Regions from separate parts of the Oryctolagus cuniculus genome. Here region 2 is linked to region 1. The links are chromatin contacts, called in public Hi-C maps. All regions are on one chromosome and are shown on one strand. Each heading gives the region's core, a stretch centred on a gene start, on an enhancer-like site or on the middle of the called end of the contact. The rest is flanking DNA. Distances are from core to core; before and after follow the strand shown. Region 1 has its middle 9.4 kb from the start of RFESD. Region 2 has its middle 110 kb from the start of PCSK1.

What was found. A called contact is a pair of places that touch in the nucleus more often than the background predicts.
Region 2: a Hi-C map of an unstated tissue shows a contact between it and region 1, with 4 times the contacts expected there. The contact joins two enhancer-like sites. A contact is called at or near these places in 2 of 6 Hi-C or Micro-C datasets (ear pinna and an unstated tissue).

Annotation. Positions count from the first base shown.
Region 1 is chr14:18,231,699-18,234,672 of mOryCun1.1, forward strand. No RefSeq gene overlaps it. Among named protein-coding and RNA genes, the nearest start is that of RFESD, 9.4 kb to the right of the region's middle. Within about 2 kb of position 1,598, at least 2 of the 8 cell types and tissues checked have an H3K27ac peak or open chromatin away from gene starts, as enhancers often do.
Region 2 is chr14:18,949,720-18,952,693 of mOryCun1.1, forward strand. No RefSeq gene overlaps it. Among named protein-coding and RNA genes, the nearest start is that of PCSK1, 110 kb to the right of the region's middle. Within about 2 kb of position 1,387, at least 1 of the 8 cell types and tissues checked has an H3K27ac peak or open chromatin away from gene starts, as enhancers often do.

The DNA.
Region 1 (2,974 bases), core at 348-2,847:
CTCTCTGTCTCTCTCACTGTCCACTCTGCCTGTTAAAAATAAAATAAAATAAAATAAAAAAAATAAAAATAAAGAAACTGAACCAGGAGATGGGAGATCTCCTTCTCTCTCTCTCTTACTCTGTGTATGTGTCTGCCTTTCAAATAAAATTTTAATATGCAAAAATATTAAAATGAGAGCATTGGCAGAGGGGCTGTTGCTCCCTCAGAACTGAGGAAACACACTCAGAAGTGTCAACAGAAGAGGTGACAATGTGCCACAGGAGGTAAGAGGTGGCCCAGGTGGAACACACGTGCCATGACCCTGAGTCCCATGAGTGACACCAGAGCACGAGGGAGTGAAGTCAGCCCCAGTGCTCCAGGCTTAAAGGGCTGTCCACAAGGGATGTGCAGACCTGGACCCTAGTAACAGAGCCCACCCTCAAAACAGCCCACGCATGCCGGAAGCACCAGCCTTGGCAGGATGCCAGAGGGGCTCCAGTTCCAGAGGTTTCACTCAGACTTGCACTCCTGGACTCTTCCCAGCTGGCATCGGAGAGGCCCGATTGAAAACAACCACTACATGGGGCCAGCACTGTGGTGTAGCAGGTAAAGCCACATCCTATATGGGCACCAGTTCGAGTCCCAGCTGCTCTACTTCCAATCCAGCTCCCTGCTAATATGCCTGTGGAAGCAGTGGAATATGGTCCAAGTGCTTGGGCCCCTGCCCCCATGTGGGAGACCTGGAAGACCTGGAAGAAGCTTCTGGCTCCTGGCTTCAGTATCGCCCAGCTCCAGCCATTGTAGTCATTTGGGGAGTGAACCAGTGGATGGAGGATCTCTCTCTCTCTCTCTCTCTCTCTCTTTTTCTCTCTCTCTCCTTCAAACTCTGCCTTTTAAATAAATACATATTTTTAAAAAAGAAAGAGAGAGAGAGAGAGACGGAAGGAAGGAAGGAAGGAAGGAAGGAAGGAAGGAAGGAAGGGAGGGAGGGAGGGACAGAGGGAAAGAAAACCACCACCAGTAAAACACACAAAGCAAACGAAGCTCTCCATATCAGGGTTTAAAATCCATGCCTAGGATGAAATTGAGGCTCAGAGATGAACTTACTTTGCAAGGTTAAACTTGCTGCCCTTGTTTGAAAAACACTGGAGCTCTTCCCCCTTGCTCATCATACGGTCTCTGCTAGAAGGGGGTCTGAAGCCTGGGCTGACGGCCCCCAGGAGCCACAGCTGCTTCCGTCTCTCTGTGGCATAGGTCCTTCCTTTAGGACTTCCAAGGTTCAGTTTGCTCAGTTCCTATTTTCTTATGAGCCTCATTCTTTTGTGTGTGTGTGTGTGTGTGTGGTGTCTTTTTCTAAAAAAAGATTTATTTTATTTACTTGGAAAACAGAGTTAGAGAAAGGGAAGCTGGATTGGAGCAGCCTGGTTTCGAACCAGCACCCATATGGGATGCCGGTGTTGCAGGCTTTACTCGCTACACCACAGGGTCAGCCCCCGAGCCTCACTCTTAAGCAGTCCCAAGTCTAACCAAGAATCTGAACGTTATGGCATCACTTACTTCCCATGTATCTTCCTAAGTCAGGAAACAACTGAATCCCTGTTGCCATAGCAACTGCCAAGTGACGATGTCTCCGCAGCACCCAGTACCTAGAATTGCCCAAGACTCGGGCACAGGCTTAGGATCTGGGAGCAGAGAAACTTGGCATCAACATCCTCAGGGGAGCTGACACTGTAGAGGCCAAATCTACAACCTGCAGAGGCAAACTCACTTGGGAGGAATCTGCCTCTGAGGTCAGTTCGGACACCACATTTAACAAATCAGAGGAGGTAAGGGGAGTGCCATCCATGTATATATCTCAGGAGTGGTGATTTCAACATTCTTCTTTCCTGAATGTTCAGAAATGTACAAAAGTGGAGGCCAAAGACTCCAGGGGTCTTTCAGTGAAAAGTGCTTCAATGTCACTTGCATTCCGAGCTCTGCAGACAACTGAGCAGGGTCCCGATCTCCCGACACAGAGCTTTCTGGGGAGCACGTCTTTCCAGCCCTGTGCCTCAGCGGCTTTGGCTAAGCAATCCACCGTGGTGGCCAGGTTCCCTATGCTATCTCGGCTCCTTGGAAGGGTGCAGCATGTCTTTGCAAGTGTGGACGCATGATGTGAATCTGAACTTTGCCCCTCTCTGGCCTAGAACTCAGAATAAAATTTGGAGCAGCTCAGGTAGTGCTGTCCACCCCACCTGTCATGGATGATTTCCAGACAGATACTCAATAATGCTATGCAGAACATGTACTTTACATTTTAAATAAAAAGAAAAGCTAATTCAATCTTTCCTATAGCATAGAAAATTAACAAAGTCATTCCTTGTAGTCCTGGGACAGGTTTGTGTACATGAGGCATGGGAATTCTAATGCATTCTATTTTATGTGAATCCTACCAAGAAAGACATAAGGAGGAGCCAGTGTCATGTAACAGCAGGTCAAGCCACTGCCTACAATGCCTGCATCCCATGTGGGCACAGTTTGAGTCCAGCTGCTCCACTTCCAATCCAACTCCATGCTTATGCATCTGGAAAAGCAGTAAAAGATGGTCCAAGTGCTTGGGCCCCTGTCACCCATGTGGAAAAACTGAATGAAGCTGTAACTCTGCCTTTCAAATAAATAAGTAAATGTTAAAATTAAAAAAGGACAGACATAAGGGAACTTGGTACATAAGTTAAGACACAGCCTTGGGACACCAGTGTTCCATCTGGCATGCCTAGTTTTCAGTCCCAGCTTCATTCAAATTCCAGCTTCCTTTGTATTTCTGAAAAAGATTTATTTATTTATTTATTTATTTATTTAGCAGAGTAACAGATAGAGGGAAAGAAACAGAGACAGAGTGAGAGATCGTCCATCCACTGATTCACTCCCCAAATGATCACTACAACCAGGGCTGGACCGGGCCAAAACCAGGAGCCAGGGACTCCAACTGGGTCTCTCACATAGGTGGCAGGGGC
Region 2 (2,974 bases), core at 137-2,636, 720 kb after region 1:
CTGTTAGACGTCTGCTTTCTTCCAGCTTTGCTTCATTTATTATCCCCTTCGTCCCTTGCCAACTTTATTTATTATATTAATGCAACTTACAAATTTCACTGGGTGTGCTCCCAGGGCCCCACAAGTATATTCAAGATAAGGAGAAATGTGTCTGGATGGCGTCAGTACTACCCCCAGCACAACAGCTCTGAGAGGCAGCCTAAAGAGATTCAATCTTTCCTATGTGGGGTGGGATTTGGTGGCTGGTCTTGCTGTTCTTTCCAGCCCGCAGGGAGGCCAGGCTGTTGGGAGTGCAGCAGAACATCCTGTGCCCAGCAGGCCTTCTGCCTGCTTGTTTGTGCTTGGACTTGGCTCCCTGTGTTCCCGCTCAGACCTTTGGACCTTGGCAAGGCCACTTCTCATGTTTCTGTCTTGATCCAGGTGCGATTCTGTTTTTGGAGTGGTTGGTTGGGCCCTGTGTGTTGGGGCAATGGGGGTTGTTCAGAGTGTCAGTGGCCATTGCTAAACTGCAGTAACAGGAACAGCACCTGCCCTTGACTTTGAAAAAAAAAGAAACTGTTATTTGAAGAGGAAAGTAATCAAACATCTTTCTTTCCCGATACTTGCTAAAATAGTGAGAGCCAGGCCTCCAGTTTCCATAGTGTTGGTTAAAGGCATTGACTCCTATTGGATTACCACTGCCAGGTGCTTCAACTCTGTGCTTTGGAGTGGCCTGGGCTGGAGCAGCAGTCAGAGGCTTTTGCTAACACAGTAACCTAGGACCCTAGAGAAATGACTTAAACCTCTTAGTGCCTTGTTATCTACAAAATAGAACCCAGATGTGAGAGCACTGTGGCTGGCCAAACATTCCTCCCTGGGGGTTCGTGAAGGGAAGCAGCCAGCCCTCCTGCAGTGTTGTCAGCTTCCTGGAAGAAGCTGGGTGCCATGATTCCCTAATTATGAGGCATAACATTGTCCATCTCACCGAGACATGGATGAGTAGGGGAATTCAGTGCTAAAGCTAAGATCCCACAGGGAACTGGGGAGAACCAACCCACAGCGGGGAGAGAGAGACCCAGATTTGCTTGAGCAGACACAGCCATTTCCGGGCAAGGGCCTCCAAGGGTGAGTGTCAAGGGCACTTTAACACAGAACTTGAAGTCACAGCCTGCAGGCAAACACTTGGGTTACCCTTGCGTAATGCAGGCAGACCCAACCCTGGCCTGTCCTTGGAGGGGAGCTGGGGGGAGGGGGCTCCTGGGCACAACAGCAGCTCTTCTGTTCGACTTGAAGATGCAACCCAGAAGATGAAACCCTTTGGGCCCACCACTGCGGAGAACACAGTGCATTGAGGGTGGCCGTCTCCCAGGGGGTGACCCTCTGGCAGCCCACTCCCCCCCTGGTTCCTGGTGGACGCAGGGAGACGGGCAGTGGGTGGAAAGGGACAACGTGCCGCAGGCTCTGTGGAATGTCATCCTCATTTTAAACCAGAAAGCAGGACAGGCAGTTGGCACAGGGCTGTAGACACCACTTTGGGACACCTGCATCCCATACGGGAGTACCTGGGTTTGAGGCCAGGTTCCTGTTCCAGCTTCCTGTGAATGGGCACCCTGGAAGGCAGGGATGCTGGCTCAAGTACCTGGGTCCCTGACACCCACTTGGGAGACCCAGACTGAGTTCTAGGCTCCTGACTTCAGCCTGGCCAAGACCTACCTCTTAGGAGCATTTGGGCATTAACCAAATTGGATGGGAGATCTCTCTGTCTCTGTGTCTCGTTCTGTCTCTTTGCCTTTCAAACAGAACAACAACAAAAAAAAACAGATAGAATTCATAAACTGGGCATCATCTCAGAAAGATGGTGACAGTCAGTTATGAAACAGGAAAAGATGACGGGGCAGGATTTTTTTATGCAGTCTTAAGAGAAAGAAGCAAATGCAGCCAAGCTGTGTCTTTGCTGTTTGCCTCAAGGTTATATTTTGCAACACATAATGGCAACAATTAAACACGGACACAGTATTATCTAATTTGTGCTGCTGTCTTCCCAGGATCAGGAACATTTTCTGCTGGAGTCCACCTTTATCTCAGGGAGCCTCTGGCAAATAGTTCCATCAGCTCAGGTCCTTTTGTAGAAGGAGCTGGATGCTAAAAGCAGCAGCCCTCGCTCCCCTGAGCCCCTGCCTTCAGGGGTAACATGTTTTTCATCTTTGTTCTGTTCAATTTTTATTTCTGTTAATTTTTAATGAGTGAGTAACTCAATGATCCTGGCTCTGAATCTCAGGAACTGTAGCTTGTTAGGAAGGATTGAGTCAGCTTGATGGCTCCTAATAGACTCTGACGTCCGGTGACATTCACGGTGTGACCGTGGGCTCCCAGGGGGAGAAGTGGCCAATGGGGAGGAATCCAGTCAAAGCCACTTTGGTTGTCTTGAGAGCCATGGGTTTCATGCCCCAGCTGACATTCCTCTCTCCTTTTGTCATCACTTACTTGGGTTCACAAGAAATTGTCACGTCTTCCATGCCAGTGAACAAAACCAATAAGTCTGGAAGGTTTGCTCCAAGTTCTATGAGGTATATGCTGTGACCATGTTCAAATGAACTTACGCCACAGCCATCAATCAGTATACTGGACTGATGATGTTCATGACTAGATATATGAATGATGCTGGAAATTAACTGAATAGTCCCATCATTTATATCCAAAATCTACCATTGCTATCTATGCCCAGGGGAGCCTTGGTGAATATACTTGAGATAGATGTATTTGAAATGATAAAGAAAAATTGGGGCTGGTGCCATGACACAGCAGGTTAAGCCACCACCTGCAATGCTGGCATCCCATATGGATGCTGGTTCAAGTCTTGGTCACCCCACTTCTGATCCAGCTCCCTGCTAATGTGCCAGGAAAAGCAATGGAGGACGGTCCAAGTACTCGGGTCCCTGCTAGTCACTTGGGAGATCCAGATGGAGTTCCAGGCTCCTGGGTTTGTCCTGACCTA